Regions from separate parts of the Zea mays genome. Here region 2 is linked to region 1. Evidence: chromatin contacts called from public Hi-C data. All regions are on one chromosome and are shown on one strand. The core of a region is the stretch at or near the end of the contact, and the rest is flanking DNA. Distances in the headings are between cores, read along the strand shown.

What was found. Hi-C and Micro-C count contacts between places; a contact is called where the count stands out from the background.
Region 2: a contact with region 1 is called in a Hi-C map of endosperm, with 2.3 times the contacts expected there. The contact joins the promoter of LOC103626301 here to the promoter of LOC100192845 in region 1. A contact is called at or near these places in 4 of 25 Hi-C or Micro-C datasets (ear, endosperm, leaf and 1 more).

Annotation. Positions count from the first base shown.
Region 1 is chr5:46,667,573-46,671,273 of Zm-B73-REFERENCE-NAM-5.0, reverse strand. LOC100192845 (putative NADH dehydrogenase [ubiquinone] 1 alpha subcomplex subunit 12) reads left to right here and starts at 2,283. Exons shown (of 5, transcript NM_001138035.1): 1 at 2,283-2,432; 2 at 3,500-3,526; 3 at 3,613-3,701. The coding sequence starts at 2,344. LOC111589305 reads left to right here. Exons shown (of 3, transcript XM_023300114.1): 2 at 1-34; 3 at 156-330. The coding sequence ends at 248.
Region 2 is chr5:46,866,507-46,869,832 of Zm-B73-REFERENCE-NAM-5.0, reverse strand. LOC103626301 (D-xylose-proton symporter-like 2) reads right to left here and starts at 1,299. Exons shown (of 14, transcript XM_008646691.4): 1 at 994-1,299; 2 at 694-839; 3 at 185-263; 4 at 12-71. The coding sequence starts at 1,041.

The DNA of each region.
Region 1 (3,701 bases), core at 1,034-3,533:
AATGTCAAATCTGACAACCAACTCACCACCTCATGTAAAGTATAATGTGCATAAATATATTTTTAGATTAAAAAATCCCTTTCAATTTTCTCTCTATATATTTTTCCATTGTATTACATCTGTTTATAAAAAATCATTACAATTGCTGCATGTAGGCCAAGCGTGTGCTAACGTATCTTAGCTCACAAACCTCTACTTCGGAAAAGGATGACCTTTCAAAACAAAAGGGGCCACAGGTAAGTCTCTAATAAAAGCTCGGATGGTACTATTAAAATGAAACTATCTATAAAAACATTAATACATACATTCATTTTTACTTAACAGATGCCAGAAAACACTTTAGAGGACTCTAATCCTACAAAAGCTACTTTTGAATCTCCACCAAAAAGGTTTGCTCTACCAACTTTAGCTCATACCTTTCAAAACAATCAGACCTATGTACATTACCTAATTACTAGCCAAAAAAGTAGATAATGCTAGACACATGAAAGTAGTCTTTGATTGTTTTTTTACAAACCAGATTTGCTTCTATTATATAACTATAAATCTTATTGTCCCTCCTTACCAAACAACTATTATTCTCTCTATTACAACAATACTTCCAATAAAACTGCTCAAATACAAATCTAATTATAATAACAATATGTACATAGGGAAGCTATAATCTTCCCCTCTCTGTTGATTAATGATTTTAAATGCAAAATTAGATCTTCTCAATATTAATTATTTAATAACAATATGTATTATGTTACTAAAAATATGATAGTGTTGCTTTTCATTTCTTTCTTATTACACTTCCTTTTTATTTATCTAAGTACTGCTGATGGCATTGCAGATCTCTCATCTTCTTACTACCTAACATCAGTACTTTAACATCTCTTCTAGCGATCATACATGAATATTTTAGTATAGCTTTATTTTGATGCAACAGATATTGATATCGACCCTGCTATCCAGTTACCATTTATTCAATGCCATATACTTACCTGAATTTAATTTCCTCCAATAATTCCTACCTAATGTTGTTGTACATTTTTTCTAATATGAATATGAATCTTCATTAGCAACTTTGTGATTAAGTATGTACATGCTTTCATAAGTAAGATACCATTCTTTATATCACTTCTTACATAAACAACAACGGTCTATGAGACAATAAGCTTTGTACATAGCATCACTAAAATTTATTTAAGTATAATAGTCTTAGAAACTAATTGTGCTTACTGTTTACTACTACAAGTTCATGTCGTTACATTCTTCACTACTAATACTACCACTTATATGTTAAGAATCAGCATGTTAATCAAATCAACTTGAAAGTACCAGCTTATGCTACTACACAAGTCTTTTATTGTTTTTTGCAAACCAGATTTCTTTCTATTATATAGCTAAAAATCTTATTGTCTCTCCTTACCAAAAAATTGTTAATTTCCTATTACAATAATACTTCAAACAAAAGTTCTCAAATAAAAAAAATCTAATTATCATGCTTACAATTTGCCAATAAGTACTAAAATACATTTTCTCTTATTTATTAGGAAAGTAATATCCTATTACATGCCATTTAATTTTATAAATATTTGACTTTTGTTCTCTGTTCTATATTATAGACGCAAGGAGCTTGATTCAAGCTGCACTTTCAATGACAGCGATGCTACCAAGACTCCATGATCGCTCCATCAAATAAATAATACATCAGCAACTTCAAACTATCTTTTCCCACTATGTAGTCATGAACAAACTACTTAGATGTAAATAGGTGGCAACCATCATTTGCTACAATGCACTTGTGATCAATCTGCTTAGATATATACTATGCTACTATGTAGTTATAAACAACCTACTTAGATGTAAATATGTGACAGCCATCTTTTGCTACTGATAAATATTATGCCAGTCTTATGTTTCTTTTATTCCTAGCTACATCACACATTTTTTTCTATCTATGCATGTATATATATATCTCAATTATCGATACTCTACCATTAGTACTTCACTTTTACAACCTTAAATCGAATAATTTTTTTATTTCTATCAATCAACAGCATATGCCAGAAAATTATTATAGCAAATTTGTATGTTTATCATCTATTTCAATTAAATTATTTTTATTAAAAACATTTATATAATACTATTTCTATACATATTACATTGCTTACATATGCGCGCGCCACGAGTGACTAGTATATTAATGGGCACGGAGTCCACGGCTGAGCCGAGCCGAACCCGACCGAATAGCCAACAAGCCAAGGCAGGCAGCAGCGACCAGTTTGCACCGCACCCCTTTTCGCCCTTCGTTCCGGTCAGGCGAGTTAGTCGTCGTGCCGCCGGTGCCCTGTATCCATGGCGGCGGCGTTGCGTGCCGTCTTGAGAGGCATCAAGGAGAAGGGGCTCACCAACTTCATCCGCGACGTCCGCGACGAAGGATACTTGTAAGCCCTCCACTCCCGTCAATATCTTCTCCCTGCGCAGATCAGATGTCCCCCATTTCGATTGCGATCTCGATTCAGACCCCTCCTCTCTTACCTTGCTTTATAGATTCCTCACCGCTAGTATTCTTTATTTGTTGCGGATCTTACGAACTACTTTTCCAACTTCTAATTTGTTTCGATTCGGCTATTGCTGCGGTGTGCGCTCTGGCCTCTGGGACAGGGGAAAATACAAGTAGGGATCTTCCACATACCTTTGGATCGCTATTTGGTCCACGATACTGTCTAGGATAGTACTTGCTCTCATAGCACCACAATCACTCATGCTGCATAACACAATCACTTATGCTGCATATGCAAGCGTGGATTCATTTTATCAGGTATACATCAACTAAACTGTCTGTTTGCTCGTGTGCCACATACAATATAGATTCATTGCTTGCCACTGCTTGTTAGATTCATCCATTCCATACCCACTTGTATGCACCTTTCCTGCATTATACTGCATGTCTCGAGTTTTTATATGATGAAATAAGTCCAAGGCTATATGGACTAGGCATGTAGCCCTGTATATAGTAGAACAACTTTTTTTAGACTTGGCATTGGCAAACCTAGCGTCATTGTTCATAGCAGTTCCTTCCTGGTGTGCATACGTGTTCAGTCTGATCCAATTGCTTGACCAGACATTGCAAATTATGTCATATTAATTGTGAAAACAACATAATCTGTTACTCCATGTGCCAATAATTAGTATAATCAATCTTGATGGGCTATACTCACTTCACAACAATAATTACCTACCGATTTCCACTTTCACCTGGAGTCCTTCAAAATGACACAGTATGGCCATGAATATCAATAGTAGCCATGAACGTGTGGCTGTCTTGTACTTATGATCCTTTACTTTTCTGATGGAATGTCACCATGTAAATTGTCTGTCACATTTTTCTATTTCCTGGGATTGTTTGTGTCATGCCTGATATGAGTTCCCCGGTTAGGAGACGTTGCTAAATTCTACAATGCATATGTAAATGTGTTTTTGCCATATTCTAACATCTTGTTATTTACAGCAAATGCCTTCTGGACGGGAACCTTTTGTAAGTGGTCACCTAACTGTTCCTCCATTTTCAAGGAATGGGTGTGATTATGTGTCTCAAACTGTCAGCACAACTATTATTTTCAGGCAAACGAAAATTCACAATATTGGAGCAACACTTGTAGGAGTTGACAAGTTTGGAAACAAATACTATGAGAAACTACATGACACTCAGT
Region 2 (3,326 bases), core at 50-2,549, 200 kb before region 1:
TAAAGCATTACCACAAGACCCGTTTGCACAGATGACAAATTGTACCAAGTAGTACCACTGAATGTCGACGACTGCAAAATAGGTTTGATGGCAGTCAAATTAGCAATATTAACCGAATTGATGTGCAAGTCTAATGCGGCATTTTTAGAAGCAAACAGGAATAAGATTAGCGCTCATGTGATACCTTGAGCGATATGGTTGCACCGGATGTTGCCCCAATGTCATAGCCATACAGAAGGCCTCCCAAAGCTGGAAAGAGAAACCTGCAACAGATTCACCAGAGCCAAGACTTCGGTAAGGTAAACCGTACATGTGTGTCTCATTAAAAGAATATGTACATGTGTGCAGTAAAGGTTGATTTTTTATGGAGGAATGACAAGCATTCTTGTTGCCTGAAAATCTGAAAGTTTGTTGTCAAGCATTAATCTGTTAGGTGACATGACAGGAAGGAGCGGAGACTACGAAATTTCTGCAGTAAAAGGCAGAGCAGAGACTTTTGGGCGAGAGGCTTGAGAAGAAGCTGTAATCCATTTCATGGAGAGATCGGAGATGAGGCACAATTTTGAGAGCAAGATTTAGGGTATATGCTGACTGAGGTGAGCGCACGGTACGATTCGTGAAAGGTACCGTAGTAAGTAGAGTATGAGAGAAGAATGGAGTATTGGAGTGGAGAGGGGTGCTTATTAGACTCACGGGAAGACGGCGGCGGAGACGGAGTAGCACTCGGCGGAGGCGGGAGTCCTGAGCAGCAAGGGGCGCCTGCTCTCGCAGTCATCGTCGTCGGTGTAAGCCAGAACGCCGCCCGAGGAGACGTGGATCTCCTCGTGCTCGCTCTGCCCCTGCTGGCGCAAGCACAATCGAGGACGACGGGGACATGGATCAATGAGTAGAAAGAAGATGAAAAGCTCAAGAAGCTAAAACAGAACGAAAGCGGTAATCGAACTAGTTAGTTGCTGGAGCCCAGGTCGGGAGGGGATGCCCGTCCATCCGTACCTTGTTTGACTTAGAAGACGGCTCCGCAGGAGGAGGATGGGAGGCCATTGGGGAGGAGCTAGGCTTCGTGTTCGTTTGCGTACACGGTCAAGGGCTCAATGGCCTGGTGGAGGTTCTTGTACGTCTCGTCAGGGTCCGCCTGTGGTTTGAGGACGGAAGGAGCGGCTGCGTGTGCTTGCGTGAATCGCGTGTGTGGGTAGGTAGGTAGCTGCGGTGCTGCGGCTGCCCCTGCGGAAGCGACGAGCGAGGGAGGGAGAGAGATCGGTGATGCAGCCGGGCACGTCTGCACTATACTAGAATGCGGCTGTCCGCCAAGTCCATTCGTCATTTTTTATTAGTTACCACGAAAGTAAAAAAACTGTACGAAATATTGAAACGGGACGATAAATATTTCTATAATATACAAAATTCATATGATAAATATTATTAATATCACATAAATTATTTCTAAAGAGTCAATTTAGAATTTATAATGTCGACAATCATACGCTAATCTAATCCTTTTTAGAAATATCGATAAGTCGTTGTTGTATGTTTGCAGGGATAATATATCAGCACGAATTGTTCTCATAACTTAACAGATCAATCACAAAGTTCCTTCGAAGAATCTATCCAACACATAAAGACATAAGAGAACAAAATATCAAATTTGTATTATGTAACCGTAATGTATGTTTGAACATGAAACGTATGTACTACACTCACCCTAACAAATTTCATCCATCTGTCATTCCCCCACATGGTCATAGCTTGTAAAATGAGGTAGCTGGTATTAAGCCAATAGAATAATGTTTGGCCAACTATGTTATATTAAATTATTATCATAGAAAAATTTAAACTGCTGAGAAGCTGGTACGAAGAGAATACTCTCTTAATCAATTGGAACATCAGTCCGAATTGTATATTCTCACTTAAAAATATCATCTGCCCATCCAAAACGTTTTTGTTGTAGGCAATCTTATATTTTTCTGAGATCATGATAATCGCTTCCACGAACCTCTTTGTATGGATGTGCTTATACAAATCTTGAGTTAGTGTAAAGTCGATAAAAGTCACGTGCTTTTTAACATGATCTATTACGAAAAGGGCGTAACATCCGTTGAATGTCCATGGCATAAGAACCTGCAAAATATCAGTCATTAGGATTGCAAAGAAGTGCCCTTTATAAATACATTCGAAATGAACACATACTTACATATCTACATCCTGTGATATAATAATTCATTGATGGCCAACAATCGAGTGTTTTGGTTAACTCTTCTGTTGTATGGTCCTGATGATACTTTAGAAGTTTACCAAAACCAACCATTCTCTGGATAATTATATATACATTTTCACATGAGGATTAGATGTAGATACTATATGCGTAATACATTATTGATTGGAAACAAACTTACCCAGAAACGCATGTCCATATAATGCTTTCTATTCTTCATGATTTCTCCTTTCGGTCTACGTGACTCTTTATTGGCAAGCAGCCGAACAGCCATGTCAAAACATCTTAGTGTCATATCTTGATTTATCATTAATATGTTTTGTAGGTCTTTGACAGATATTTCTATCTTAAAAGGGTTGAAACTTCGTACTCATGTCATCCTGTAATGTAGCAGGATGAAAGTCTATATCAATAATCTAAGTAGTTGGTATATATAAAATAGATAAATCAATGAGCACTTACTCTAGTGTCGTATCGTCTTGGATTGCCATGATATAATCACATAGAACATCTATTAAATCGGCTTTCGTCTCTAGCATGTCCTTTGTGGAAAGACCACCCATTAAAAAGTCTTTGGTGCACCCATTGGTCGAGACTTTTACAAGAGTTCTTTTATCCCAATCATCAACAAACCATATTTATAAGTCTGCTTGAGTAATAGGGCCTTCCTCATCTTCAAACACTACTTCGCTGTCATCAAGCACGTGGAGTAGTTTCCTCTTCTTAGAACTTGTAGGTATAGCCACCGGTGGTCTTTTAACTCCTTACGTTGAGATATCATATCAATTTGTCTTTGGAGTCCTTTAATCTTAATATATTGTAAAACTGTTGGAACTTGCTCTCCCGAGCAAGTTGATCCAACGGGGGAGTGAAGCAACGTAAACAGGGTTTTTGCTCGAGATGGCAATAGCTCTGTCAATCTAGCATCTCAAGGGCACTGTGCGGGGGTATTTATAGGTATCTGAGTGCCCAGCGTCCAGTGTTAAGGACGCATGTGCCCTCAGGCACCTAGGTTATCCCCGGAATATTCCCATAAAGCAGGGTTACAGACTGTAATTACAGGGAGACCTTTACAAATTAGGCCCGTAATGCGCAGCGGCCACGCAGGGCCTGTTAC